Regions from separate parts of the Mus musculus genome. Here all the other regions are linked to region 1. Evidence: chromatin contacts called from public HiChIP or PLAC-seq and promoter capture Hi-C data. All regions are on one chromosome and are shown on one strand. The core of a region is the stretch at or near the end of the contact, and the rest is flanking DNA. Distances in the headings are between cores, read along the strand shown.

Evidence for each region. HiChIP or PLAC-seq counts read pairs in DNA pulled down with a chosen protein or histone mark. Capture Hi-C pulls out chosen DNA fragments and counts their contacts.
Region 2: a contact with region 1 is called in a FOXA1 HiChIP or PLAC-seq map of pancreatic cancer cells. The contact joins the promoter of Mink1 here to the promoter of Per1 in region 1. A contact is called at or near these places in 1 of 39 promoter capture datasets (liver) and 1 of 115 datasets of contacts at active chromatin or transcription factors (pancreatic cancer cells).
Region 3: a FOXA1 HiChIP or PLAC-seq map of pancreatic cancer cells shows a contact between it and region 1. The contact joins the promoter of Pelp1 here to the promoter of Per1 in region 1. A contact is called at or near these places in 1 of 39 promoter capture datasets (the C10 cell line) and 1 of 115 datasets of contacts at active chromatin or transcription factors (pancreatic cancer cells).
Region 4: a contact with region 1 is called in a promoter capture Hi-C map of liver, with 2.4 times the contacts expected there. The contact joins the promoter of 0610010K14Rik here to the promoter of Per1 in region 1. A contact is called at or near these places in 3 of 39 promoter capture datasets (liver, neutrophils and pre-B cells), 1 of 484 Hi-C or Micro-C datasets (B cells), 4 of 115 datasets of contacts at active chromatin or transcription factors (embryonic stem cells, kidney, pancreatic cancer cells and 1 more) and 2 of 9 other capture datasets (adipose tissue and liver).

The regions. Positions count from the first base shown.
Region 1 is chr11:69,097,128-69,100,440 of GRCm38.p6, reverse strand. Per1 (period circadian clock 1) reads right to left here and starts at 1,492. Exons shown (of 23, transcript NM_011065.5): 1 at 1,433-1,492.
Region 2 is chr11:70,561,291-70,564,603 of GRCm38.p6, reverse strand. It overlaps Mink1 (misshapen-like kinase 1 (zebrafish)), which reads right to left and starts at 1,723. Exons shown (of 33, transcript NM_001045964.1): 1 at 1,478-1,723. The coding sequence starts at 1,534.
Region 3 is chr11:70,408,291-70,411,603 of GRCm38.p6, reverse strand. Pelp1 (proline, glutamic acid and leucine rich protein 1) reads left to right here and starts at 1,573. Exons shown (of 17, transcript NM_029231.4): 1 at 1,573-1,840. The coding sequence starts at 1,592.
Region 4 is chr11:70,236,205-70,239,517 of GRCm38.p6, reverse strand. 0610010K14Rik (RIKEN cDNA 0610010K14 gene) reads left to right here and starts at 1,604. Exons shown (of 6, transcript NM_145758.1): 1 at 1,604-1,734; 2 at 1,893-1,987; 3 at 2,540-2,641; 4 at 3,307-3,313. The coding sequence starts at 1,714. Rnasek (ribonuclease, RNase K) reads left to right here. Exons shown (of 3, transcript NM_173742.3): 2 at 504-580; 3 at 1,048-1,395. The coding sequence ends at 1,189. It overlaps Gm40191 (a long non-coding RNA gene), which reads right to left and starts at 507. Exons shown (of 3, transcript XR_879979.3): 1 at 324-507.

The DNA of each region.
Region 1 (3,313 bases), core at 243-2,742:
TACACCCAGTCCTTCCTCTGCCTGCCCCTCACTGTTGTGACTCAGGCCTGGGGCTTGCAATAGAAATATGTTCTATTTCCTTAGGGGGACCTAAGGATACCACAGGTAGAAAGGCAGCTCTCGTAGGCCATCTCTTACACCCCTTGCCAGTGTGGAATGAGTACAGCCTGAACAATCGACTAGAACAGTAGCTGAGGGTCAAAGCTTGCAGGTTTCCTATGCCCAAATTCTCATCAGGTCCCCACCTGGTCTGGGACTCTGAGGCCTCGGAGCAGGGGGTGAGCTGATCGCCTCCTATATTTAGGCTTCCGGGCTAATTTTATCCGGGGGCGGTGCCACCCCCGCTGCACATGCGCGCCGATGTGCCTGGCCCCACCACGCGCTTCCGCCACAGCCGCGGTCGCCAGGGAAACCGACGTCAGCCGCTGAGCTCAGCGGTTGCTGGAGGGACCACAGGAGGGCAGGAACGACTCCTCCCCCAATCCCCATCTTCGTGGAAGTGGGAAACAGACCCAGTCCTATACTGGCCAACACACCCTCATACTGGCTAACAAGGTTCAGGGCAGCGGGGAGGAGAAGAACACCCACCATAACAAATTCCCAGGGCCCAAAGAGCCTAGGAGCCATGTGAAGAGTAACAAACTAGAGGAACTCCAGGAGCAAGTCCTAGCTTCCCCACTCGGCCTCTGCTCTTTGTGGAAACGCCCCCATCCTCGCTCTTGCCTCGAACATTATTCTGATCAAGACACTGCTTTTCTTTCTCAAGCCCCTGCCCACTCCCAAACACCAGGACTGGAGTTACCACTTGCCATAGGCAACGACTCAGGCATCTTCCTTCGTCCCTTACTTTTCTAGTTAACCCTACTACCACATAGATAGGGGACACACAACAACCAGCATATATAGTTTTTCCTCTACTCCCTGTCTAACCACACCCCCATCCCAAGTATTTTCTGAGCGCCAGGAGAAAAGGGAAGGAAGGCTGTGGCCAACAGCAAGAACTAGCGCTGAGAACAGGATGTTCCAGCCTGAAGCGGTTGACATCACGACCGGCACGAGGCCAGGAATTGGAGGGAGGAAGACAGGGAGCGCAGAAGCCTGAAGGGGGTCTTTGGGCTAGGGCAAACCCATGGACTCCCGAGTGTCGAGCAATGTGTAAAGGGGTCGTGTTCGCTAAAGGTCTCTTAGGTTCAGGATGGCTGCTCTGGAGGAGCAGAGGAGGAGATTAGGTGAACGAATAACAAACGCAGACAACCCGTGACGGGTTGAGTTGAACACCTAGGGCCCAGGGGCGGGGAAGGGTGGATAGTGACAGGAAAGGCAGATTATTGTTTTGCTCTCTGAGAGCTGAAAGCGACCCATCACGTTGGAAGTAGTGGCGGCCAAGCTCCGGGACAAAGACTAACCCTAGGATTGCAGCAGGGATCCCTACCTGGCCGTTCGAGCGCCCTCCATCCGCTTGCCGTTTCGGCCCGCAACCCAGAAGCTCCGCGAGGCTGGGAGGCGGGTTGCATAATGCCAGGCCCTGCCCCTCATTGGCCTTCTGCCCGAAGAGCCGCAGGCCCCGCCCCCGGTTGGCTAAGGATCTCTTCCTGGCATCTGATTGGCTACTGGCCCCCACTGAGGTCAGGGCTGTGTCACACACATCCCTGCACGTGGACTTGGGTGCTGGTGCTGGGCTGAAGGGCCTCAGACACCGCTCAGTCAGCCAATGCGATCAGGATGTCTCACACCGTCAATAATGAAAGGGAAGTGAGGGAGGGAAACTACCCCTTTTCAGGGAGGATACCTGGGCCACAGGAAGTGCTCAAGAGAAACCTACTTCCTAAACTGACCAGCTTGGCAGAACAAGACACCTGTCCTGGTGCCGGGTGAATGAAATGTCTGCTACCCAAGGGAAGTGGGAGAGAGAAAAACCTAGACTGACATTCCCTGGCCTCTCCCCAGCCTTGTTATAAAGAATCCAACCCTTTCCTCTGACCCTTCAGATCCTGAGAGAAGGGCAATTGAGGGCCCACGTGTCGTTAAGGGGTGAGTGGGTGATGGAAGGATACGGACAAACGGAAAGGACAGGGAAAGCCAATGGCTACTGTGAAAGGAAACAAAAGCAGGTGCTTCACTAGCCAATCAGAGAAAAGGTCTCCAGGAAGCCTACTTGGTGACTAGTGCTGCCTCTGCAGAGGATGCAGCCACCCACATTTAGGGCTGCCCCAAAAGTGGGGACCAGGAAGCCAGTACTACAAAAGGGGCAGCAGAGAGGGCAGTTGCAGCAGTAGGCAGAAAAAGGATGGGTGGCTGGGTGGCAAGGGCTTTTTATTGGGCTTTTTATTCCTGCTGCTTAGAATACAAAAGCCAAGGTTCATGAACCCAGCAGCAAGCCCATCTGTCTCATTTACTGTATTCTCAGCAGTAAGGTAAGTACGTCTCAGCGTCAGGACTGACAGTAGATGCTCGGTAAACAGGATGGCTCTGTTTCTATTAAGGATAGGTAGGGGAGAGAGAGCCTCAGGAGAGGAGGCAACAAATTATGTTTTCAAAAGAAAAGTAGAGCATTGATTCATAAAAAGAGAATAGAGACTCGATTTTGGGGAGGGGGGGACAACATGCCAGTCTGGGTCCAGGAGAGCTACAGTGACAGAGTCCCCTTCCCTAGGCCTGGGCTGAGTAGTTCTCAGGCTTCCCTGCAAACGTAGGTGGCAAGTGAAGAGGCCAACACGCAGCGGCTGACATAATCAGCTGTTAAGTGCACGCCCCTCACTGTCACGTGGCTAAAGCTTTCCTTAACAATGGTGTTTCCCTTAGAGGAGGCGGGCGAGACAAGGTTCTATAGAAATGCTGGGACACAGACCTGTTATAAAATAACCCAGAAAAACAGAAGCAGGGAAACACAGAAAACAAAAGACACGGGAGGCTGAGTGCTCAGCTTCCTCCTCCTGAAAATGATGCTGCTCTCCTGCCCCCTCGTACTGCGTTGTGACCGTGTGCTGTCCTTTTTTTTTTTTCCAGACCCCTTTCTCTTTCCACAGCTCTCAAGGATTTAGGTGTGATTCCTCTGACCCAAGCAGCCATTGCTCGCCCACTTCCCTATCTGTCATTTACACAGACAAAAGGTTTCAGCACTCCAAACAGCCCCAACCTGATCCCAAGGCCCAGGCTGTCGGGCCTCATCAGTCCCCCACAGTAACCAGGCTCTGCTGCCGTCAATGGAGAAGCGGGGGCAGGAGAGGGAGGTGACGTCAAAGCGGAGGCAGGAGGCGGGGCGAGGCAGCTGGGGAATGTGGGGCAGGGAGGCTGGAGAGGCAGCGGTTTGGGA
Region 2 (3,313 bases), core at 474-2,973, 1.5 Mb before region 1:
ATCCCAAAGGACTCGAGTATCCCAGTTTAAACACTGACTAAGCTGATCTAAAGCCTCCCCTGTCAAAGCAAGCGCAGGCACACACAGAGGGAGAGAGAAGGAGAGAGGGGGACAGAAGAAGAGAGGGAGGGAGAGAGAGAGAGAGAGAAGAGAGGAAAGAGGGAGATCCAGTACTCAGTCTTGTTCTCCAGAAAGTTATCTCCAGTAAGTCAGGTCTCATAACCCAACGTTGCACCAAACAAATTATGACCTGAATGGCAAGGGAGGGAAAAAAAAAAAAAAAAAAAAAAAAACTGTGTCACCTAGAGAAACCCAATTAACAACATGACTCTGCTCTCTTCAATTCTCTCTCCCCTCCAGTCATATCCGGGGCACTTGTGAGGTGGCTGCCTTTTCCCTGGGTAATTTACAAGCCAGAAGCCAATGTGTACAGAGACCTTCTGAGAAGGTAAGCATGAGGTGGGGAATCCTGCTCTAGCTACACCTACGCCGCCGGTTGGGAAAGCTCACCGGGCATGGAATCAAAACACCACCTGGGAGACAGTCTGGAATGGTTCACCTTGAAATTTCTATGTTGCCCTTAAGACAAAGCTGCCCGCTAGAGAACACTTACAAATGCTGAACTGAAAATTCCGGGAGGAGAGAGAGTAAGTGCCCCACGTGGAACAATAAATGGGTTATTTGAAAGCATTCCTGACACAGTTGTTTCCTCTTAACCGCTTCCCTAATGAACCCCTCCCTCCAACTCTCCTTTGCCTCCACTCCCACTAGTTCCCTCCCTACTGACCTCAGGCAGCGTGTTGTGTGTGCGTGTGTGTTTGTGTGTGTGTGTGTGTGTGCTTGTACATGTATGTAAACATCGTCTTCCGGCCCGAGTTTCCGAGGAAATCCAGGCTTCCCTTCCTCCCACTGTGCACTTGTCTGTCCTCCCAGCCCCACGCGGCTGCAGAGTTAGTAATGTAATATTCAGGGACCCCGAGACCGGAAATGCCTGGGTCTGAAAAGCTGCACTTGAAACACGAGAAAAGGGATAGGGAAAGTGAACGTGGGATGGAGACGTAGGAGGTGTGTGGGGTGGAGCGAGGAGGTGAAATCCGCCCAACTTGCAATTTAGGGGTAGGCGAGGAAGAAAACGAGGGATGAGGGGGAGGCTGAGGCAGTTGCAAAGTCAAAATTCCAGGAGCCAGAAGAGGAGGTGGAGGAAGCAGACATGAGGGCCGAGAGAGGGGGGACACAAGAAAGGCTCTGCAGGTGATGCAGGGCTGTGTTTAGGGACACCAGAGGTGACCCTCAAACGCCTATAAAGGAGGGGACTCGGATCCCAGCAGCAAGGTAGGGGTGGCACGCAAGTGTGGGGGAGGGCAGCACAGGGTGGGGACCAAACTGGCTCCCAGAATCTCCAGAGGGCGAACCCCCGGGCGGCGAGAGCTCGGGGTAAGGGCAGGGGTCGCGGGCGCGAGGCTGGGGTGGTGCTCACCCGCAGGGCAGACAGGTCGATGTCGTCCAGGCTGCGGGCGGGGGCTGGGTCGCCCATGGCCGCCGCGGGGCCACTCACGCTCCGGCTCGCTCACTCCGCTGCCGCCGTCGCCGCTTCTCCCCCATCGGGGGACTCGAGGGGCGGGCTCCACCGCGCCTGCCCCGAAGGCCGGGGAGGGGGAGGGCCAGCGGGAGGACCGACCCAGCGGCTGACAGGCGCTCTCACCCGCGCGCCTGCAACCCGAGTCGCCGGCTGCCCTGCGCACGCGCAGAGCCGACCGTGACGCGAACGCGCCGGGCGCCCCCTCCTGCGGGGCGCCGACACCTGCGCGCAGGCGCAGGAGAGCGGGCGGAGGGCGAGCGCGGACCCAGTCTCGCTAGAGCCTGGAGTGGAAGGAGCGCGACCACCCGCTGGTGCGCGTGCGCATACACCTTCCCTTCCTTTTCCCCCTTTTATTATTGTTGCCTCCTCTCCTCTAGTTCCTTCGTTGATCTTTATTTGACTCCTTTTCTTCCCTTTCCCTCTTTCGTGTGCCCAGCTGCCAATCAAACCACCTACCTCTCGATTTGCGGGGGAAGGGAGGCGGGACCCAACCCCCTCTATTACTAGGGGGGTTGTTATGGTAACTCCCCACGCGAGGGCTGCTGGCCTCTAGATAGGACGTGCTGTCCACCCACCCAATTGCCATGGTAACAGTGGAGCCGCTGAAGGAGGGGCCACTCCGTGAGAACTTGGCTGGAGAAACCACGTGGGAGGGAAGGACGGGGCTACTGTCTGCCCTTTACTCCCTTTCTAGGCTGGAGTGGGGATGTTGGGAGCAGATAGGCACTCCTACTGCACACGTCTGTATCTGCTTCTCTTAGCACAGTGTTCTGCAGGAAAGAACTATCCCTGGAGTTGCTAGTGGTAAAGCAGAAGAAACTGTATCCAATCCCTTCAAATGTTTTTCCAGCTCCTCAGATCTACTCCTGTTGGCACAGCACCTCCAGCCGGTTAGTCTCACTAGAGGATGGGTGAGGCTTTGTAACTATAGACAGACATGTTCTGCCACTGACTAATGTGTTGTCTGACCCTGAGCAAGCAAATTTGCCTCTGGGCTTTTCTTTCTCTATGAAGTTGAGGGGAGAAGGTTCTGAGTTTTCAAGAGCTCTTCCAACACTAACACTCCCTCTGAAAATGAATATAAACATTGCTTAGGTGAGCTTGAATTCTCTGGAGGCTTCTTGGCACATTTGGGTGCACATTCAAACTTGCTCCGGGTACTCTCCTGACTCATTTACCTTGCCCCTGATATGCAAGCCACAATCCCCATTTGGCCTTCCCACATGGCCTCTCTGCCTGGCACCTTCGATTAAATTCTTCATTATCCAGAAGTGATTTTTTTTTCTAAAACTTAAATCTGGCATCATTGTCCTGTTTAAAACGGTTTTCTGAACCCCACCATTCAGGAAGCTGAGGCAGGAGGATTACATTTTCTATTAGCCTGGACTATAAAATGACAGGGGGAAAAAAAAAAAAAACAAAATGAGAAAAAAAAAAAAAAAAAAAAAAAACACCGTTTGATGACTCCCACTGCCTTGTGGGTAGTGATATCAAAGACTTTCAAGATTCTGCTGTTTCTTTGACCTTATGTATATATATTTTTCTTTTCTGGTCTTATGTTCTAATAAACCATACTTAAACTTGCTCCAGATGTAATGAAATATATTCTACTTGAAGCCCCCAGAACACCTCTTACCTGTCTTTGCACTTACTTCTCTTTGCCCTGGAGTATTCTCCAACTTCCAGCTGTGCTGACTACTTTTATGTCAACTTGACACAAGCTAGAGCAATTTG
Region 3 (3,313 bases), core at 324-2,823, 1.3 Mb before region 1:
TATGTAAGTACACTGTAGCTATCTTCAGACACTCTAGAAGAGGGAGTCAGATCTCATTACAGATGGTTGTGAGCCACCATATGGTTGCTGGGACTTGAACTCAGGACCTTTGGAAGTGCAGTCAGTGCTCTTAACCACTGAGCCATATCCCCAGACCCCATCCTTAATTTCATAGGAAGTTACCTTCAAGGGGAGGTTACCTTGACTTTAAAAGTGTGTGTATGTGTATGTGTGTGTGTGTGTGTGTGTGTGTGTGTGTGTGTGATAGAGATTGGAAGAAAAACTTTTCTAAGAATGGCAACAAGCCTGTCGGCAAAATTGGAAGTCTGTGCAAAGGCCTTGGAATTGATGTTGCTGGAGGATAGAAAGAAGGCTAGTTTAGTCCAAGACTAGGAGAAGAAACAAAACAAAACAAAACCTCAAACATCTCTCCACCCCTAAAACAAAACAACAAAAGACCAGAGGAAGAAAGAAGTGCTTGTACAGCCTGAGGTCAGGTGGTATAGATTCTAGTCTGTGTAGGGAAATATTCTTATCTTTTTTTGTTTGTTTTTTTGAGACAGGGTTTCTCTGTGTAGCCCTGGCTGTCCTGGAGCTCACTTTGTAGACCAGGCTGGCCTTGAACTCAGAAATCTGCCTGCGTCTGCCTCCCAATATGCTGGGATTAAAGGCGTGTGCCACCACCACCCAGTTAATATTCTTATCTCTAGAAGCTACAGAAGGACTCTAAACTGGGAAGGACAAGCTTTCTTGGCTCCAATCTGTAATGTCAGCATTTGAACTTGTGAGCCTGAGGCAGGAATATTGCCACATCATGTCTGAGGCCAGCCTGTTAAAAAGCAAAAACAACAAAACAAAGAACTGGCTTATATCAGAAAAGCCCAATTCGGCTTTTGTGTGGTGTACAGACTGCAGAGGGAGGAAATAAGGCAATGCTGAGGCCTTTGAAAGTGATAGGTTAGCCGGGCGTGGTGGCGCACGCCTTTAATCCCAGCACTAGGGAGGCAGAGGCAGGTGGATTTCTGAGTTGGAGGTCAGCCTGGTCTACAAAGTGATTTCCAGAACAGCCAGGGCCCTGTCTCAAAAAACAAAACAACTGTGTATAGTAATGTAAATACACAAATGACTGTGGGTGTGTCTTGGGGACAGAGTGACACCTCTGCTACTTTGTGGCATGTGCACTGTTTGAGCTTGTTTTTCCATTGTTGGAAAAGCAGTTTAGAACGTTCCAGATTTCAGACTTGGGGTTGGCTCCTTAGATAGGATTACTAAGCCCAGGGAGAAGGTGACCAGAAGCCACGCTGGACTGAGATCTTTCAGACTCCCGCGCCTTTCCTGCAGACCACGTGTCCGGCCTGCGCAGCAACGCCTCCGCCCCGCCCTACAGCGCTCAGCCCGGGTTAGCAGTTTGCAAGCCGCCCCAACGCTGGCGCTCGCCCACATTGCGCATGCCCCCTCCTGCCGCAGGGCGCCAGCCCTCATTCATCCAGCCCAGCAGGCCGCAGCCCCCTCCTCAAGACCCCTCCCCGAGCGGCGTGCGTCGCACTTATGTTTGCGTCATCACGCCACGCCATTGCTCGAGCCTGTGAAGATGGCGGCGGCCGTTCTTAGTGGGGCCTCTGCGGGCTCCCCAGCTGGGGCTCCTGGCGGGCCCGGGGGTCTCTCTGCGGTGGGATCCGGCCCGCGTCTGCGTCTGCTGCTGTTAGAGAGCATTTCCGGGTTGTTACAGCCGCGAACGGCGTCCCCCGTGGCCCCTGTGCATCCCCCAATCCAGTGGGCCCCGCATTTGCCCGGGCTCATGTGCTTATTGAGGCTGCATGGGACGGCAGGTGGGGCGCAGGTAAGTCTGTGGCTCCCGCGGTCACCGTGGAAAGGCTGGTGAGGCGGCTGGGCACCGTGGTCCCGCCTTCCTGAAGCTGACACTGGAGCTGTGAGCTCGAGGAGAGCCGAGAGTGGAGAATAGAGCCACTTAACCATTGAGGACGCGATCCACAGACTTCATTACCTGCGCGTTCCCCAGAGCAGTATTAGGCCCCTTTTCTGTTAGGTCATTGATAAGCACAAAGCAATGAAGGGGCTCGGTTCCATCCCAGGTCCCCTGACTAGTTCAGTCCTCAGCGAAACTTCTTTTGGCGGCGTTTTCCCAGGGTAATTGAACACAAACATTTACTAGCTCTCAGCCAAGGGCCTACCCCTTCCTACTCGGCGCTCCAATTCCAGTCATAGTGGCGATGAGCAAAATGCCATAACACGAAACTAAATCTGGTATGAGTTTCCTAAACCGGTGTAGAGAGAGTATTTAGAGATTTCTCCAAAAGACCTGGAGTTTAAGATGAACAGGGGTTAGGTAGTGAAAGAAAATTAGAAGGGGTAGTTGAAACGTTAGAGGAACACTCGTGTAGGACGGGTTGGAAAATGAGGGCAATGTTTGGGTTCGGGGTTTAGGTGGTTAAAGAGAGTGGGTAGAGTTGAGGCTGGTGAGGTAGGCGGTAGACAATATGTTGTCTACCTGGTTAGGAGCCTGTGCACAAAATATTCACATGCGTTCAGTTCCTACAAGCTAGAAACCCAAGTGCCATCCTCGATATGTGGTTTCTTACACACTTCCATAAGCAGTCTGTGAAGTTCTGCCTTTTTTTTTTTTTTTTTTTTTTTCTTATGGAGGCAAAGTCTCACTATGTGGCTCTGGCTGGTCTGGAACTATGTAGACCAGGCTGGCCTAGAACTCCCCGAGATCCAGCTGCCTGTGGCTGGGCATCCGCCATCTTGTTCAGCTGTATGTGTGTTTATGTTAGTGGTTATGGGCCAAGGGTAGCAACGGTGCACACATCAAAGTCATAGGAACGTTTAGGTCCTAAGGTTCCTGTGTCAAGACAAGGTCTCTTGCCAGTGGTGGACTGTCTAGCCCGAGTGTTTATGTTGATGCTCTTTGGTTTTACCTTGTGTTTCTCAGTAGGGGACGCTGCGATTATAGATGCTTATACTACTATGGCTGGCTTTCGGATGGGCTCTGGAAGGCAGGATTGGGTGGCTTATATTCATTGTACTCCTCAGACAGTTGGGAATACTACAGTTAAATCTGCCCTCCTAATGGTCTTTTGTTTGTTTTGTGTGTTTTAGAAATCTCTCTGATTTTTTTTCAGTGACCTGAGTTTTTGTTGTGATGCACTTTTACTTCAGTAAGCCCTGCACACATGTGCACACGTGTTCCCCAATAGGCAGTTGGCACGTTTCTATAATGTTATGTCCTCTTCACGACTGCTGTGATCTACTGTGGCTATCACCTGGGCTTTGGGCAGCCACTTGTGCTGCT
Region 4 (3,313 bases), core at 355-2,854, 1.1 Mb before region 1:
GATCCAGACAACTGGGGAACTGGAGCGAAAGGGTGCTGGGGCAGGACCCTGGGAATGGGAGCCAGCTCGGGCAAATTTGCGGACTCCCCAAGGTAAACAAGAGCGAGGTCCCTGAGACTTGCGTGAGTTGAATGGAGGCGAGGGTGAAGTGTGCTTGCCCCCGAAAACGGTAGCTGAGGCCTTGCTTCCCCAGGGCCCTCAAGGCCGCCACTTCCAGAAATATGAAGTGTTTCATCTCCATCTGCTCCCATGATAATGACGCGCCTCGGAGAGCTGTTTGCCATATACCTCCCTATACCCAGTCACTCTTCCCAAGGTCCTACCTCACGCCCTGTTCCACATGGCTGAGTCCGAATCCAGATACAACCACCAGATACAACTAGCCCTTTCTAGTTCATCTCTGGCGCAAGTGTTGGGCCAACATTAGACAGGGGAGGAGCCTAGGGAGCGACCAAAGAAGTAAGGTAAGAATTTGACAACCTATCTATTCCTTACTCTTCCAGATAATGCTCGGGATATTTTTCAATGTCCATTCTGCTGTGTTAATTGAGGACGTTCCCTTCACAGAGAAAGATTTTGAGTAAGTGGTCGGGTACTTGGGCGAGTTGGGCGTGGATGAGGAGTAGCATGGTTTGGGTTTATGGGGAGGACACTTCTGAAGACTGGACATTTGTGGCCCTAGGTTGGGGACTTCAAGAAGAGGGCTGCTCTCTACAAAGTAGTTGGGTGGCAGCACGCAGGGTCCTAGTTTCAATCCCCAGCGCGAGAGACAGAGACACAGAAAGGCATGTACTTAGGAGCAGTCTTGCAAGCCACGTTTCCATGGCTACCCAAGCCCACCAGCTTAGATGTGGCCTCTTCCAATATTTTGCCTTCCTGCTCCTTGGTCTACCTCTGTAAAATGGTTACCATGATAGAATTCATTTGGTATGCTTCTTGGGAAGACTAATAGGAGTTAAAGTGCTTTAGCATGGTGTCTGATGCATAGAACTTGCATATTGGATGCTCTGAATGGCTGACATTTCCCTGCTCGCTCGCCACCTTCAGGAACGGTCCTCAGAACATATACAACCTGTACGAGCAAGTCAGCTACAACTGTTTCATCGCCGCGGGCCTCTACCTCCTCCTCGGAGGCTTCTCCTTCTGCCAAGTTCGTCTCAACAAGCGCAAGGAATACATGGTGCGCTAGAGCGCGGTCCGCCTCTCCCTCCCCAGCCCCCTTCTCTATTTAAAGACTCCGCAGACTCCGTCCCACTCATCTGGCGTCCTTTGGGACTTGTGACCCTAGCGAGACGTCATCCCTGGCCCTGCAAAACTGCGCCCAGCCTCTGGAGGAGACCGAGGGTGACCGCGCCCCGTTCTGAACTACAATAAAAAGAAGCGGTTCCCCCTAAGCTTGCTGTCTGTGCTTTCAGGGAGGGGCGGGCCCGGGCTGGAAGGGGCTGAGACCGGCCTCATCGAGGAGTCCGGACCCTCCGACGGAAGTGGAATGAAGCTAGCCGGAAGTGAAGCAACGTCTTCCACCTCGTCTTCCTCCGCGCGGCGAGGCCCCTTGAGTGACTGGGGAGAGGTCGGGTCTCGGCCAATCAGCTGCAGGGAGGGCGGGACTTCCTGCGCGGGAGCCCGAGCGGCCGGCTGCCGGGCTCTCCGTGGTTTCCAGCTCGCGTGGTGGTGGTGGCGGCGGAGCGTCTCCGTGAGGAGGTGCGCGGGGCCATGACGTCAGCGTCCACCAAGGTTCGACCTCCCTCGCGGACTGCGCTCCCTGGCGGCCACGGGAGGGTGGGCCCCCTGCCTGGCTCCCGGCTGGTGCGCGCTGGGCGGGGGGCGGGCGGATCCGAGGCTGGGGTGGGACGGCGCGCTGCCGGCCCCCCGTAATGCTGCTCCGCCCCCAGGTTGGAGAGATCTTCTCCGCGGCCGGCGCCGCCTTCACGAAGCTCGGGGAGTTGACGATGCAGCTGCATCCAGTCTCGGACTCTTCCCCTGCCGGGTACGTGAGACCAGCCTAGGACCTGGACTCCGAGATCAGACGCTTGGACTCAAGTCACAGACACGACCCTCTCTAGAGCAGGGAGATAGAGTAATTCCCCTGTGCCTGGCCCAGCTCAGTGTAGGTGGTAATTGTTGAATTAGTGGATGACAGGTAAAGAGACTACCGAGGCCACAGCCCTCCACTGCAAACCGACAGAATGTCTGCCACCTACCCCAAGCCCTGTGGACTCCCTCAAACTGCTGCCACACATCTTTCAAGGGTTGTGTTTGTAAGGCCCCTACTTGTTTCATTGGTTTCCGTTGGGTTGTTTATGGAAGCTGTTACATGATGAAGTGATGTTTTCAAGTGGCCCTGGATGTAATTTCATGTGGCCAGCGATTTGTCCCCAGGGCTTTTTTTTTTTTAAAAGGAGGTCCTTTTTATGAATCTTTGAAAGGTGCCCCTAGAGACTAGGGGGAAGAGGCTGCTGGCTGTGGACGGAATAGCCTGTGGGCTGGTTCCACACATCCCTCTTCCACTTTTGTTATCACCCTTCTCCCCTTCCGACAGTGCCAAGTGGACGGAGACGGAGATAGAGATGCTGAGGGCTGCTGTGAAGCGCTTTGGGGACGATCTTAATCACATCAGCTGTGTCATCAAGGAACGGACAGTGTGAGGGAGGGTGGCTGGCAGAGAAAGGGGAGGGTGGGCAACTTTCTTCCTCCTGACCCATTGTTCTCTCTCAGAACTCCCAGCTCAGCATCTTTCCTACTTTGTTCCTAGTTTTGTTAGCATTTCCTTGAAGACTGAGAGACTGTCACTGTGGCAGTTGGTCGGAAGATCAGGAAATGCAGTGGTCACTAGGGCCTGCAGAGAACTTTATTTTCATGGTGCCCAGATACTCAGTGGTTGTGTTTGATGATAAGAGTTCCCTAGCTATTTATGTAAATCCTTTGAAACTGGCATGTCCAGGGGATGCATTCTGAACTAATTAGTTGGTCAGGTTCTATGACAGTCTCAGTCTACCTTTATGTCACCACAACATACCTGGTGGTCCTACAAAACCATGCATCTCTCCCAGAGGATCATGAAAAGGGCCTTTCTGGCCACTCAGTTCAGGGACTCCATTCATCTTAATCTATTAGCCCTAAGTGGATGCAAAAGTTCTGAACGTGGGGGGGGGGGGGAGGACCCTTATTACACATGAACTGGGGCCTTGACCTGGATATCTACAAAGGAACTCCTAGAATTCCTTCAGAGTGGCCCATTATTCCCTCCCCTCCCCTCTTCCCTCGGCTTCTCTGATGACACCCTAATCTGCTCTCTCTCATCTTCAGGGCTCAG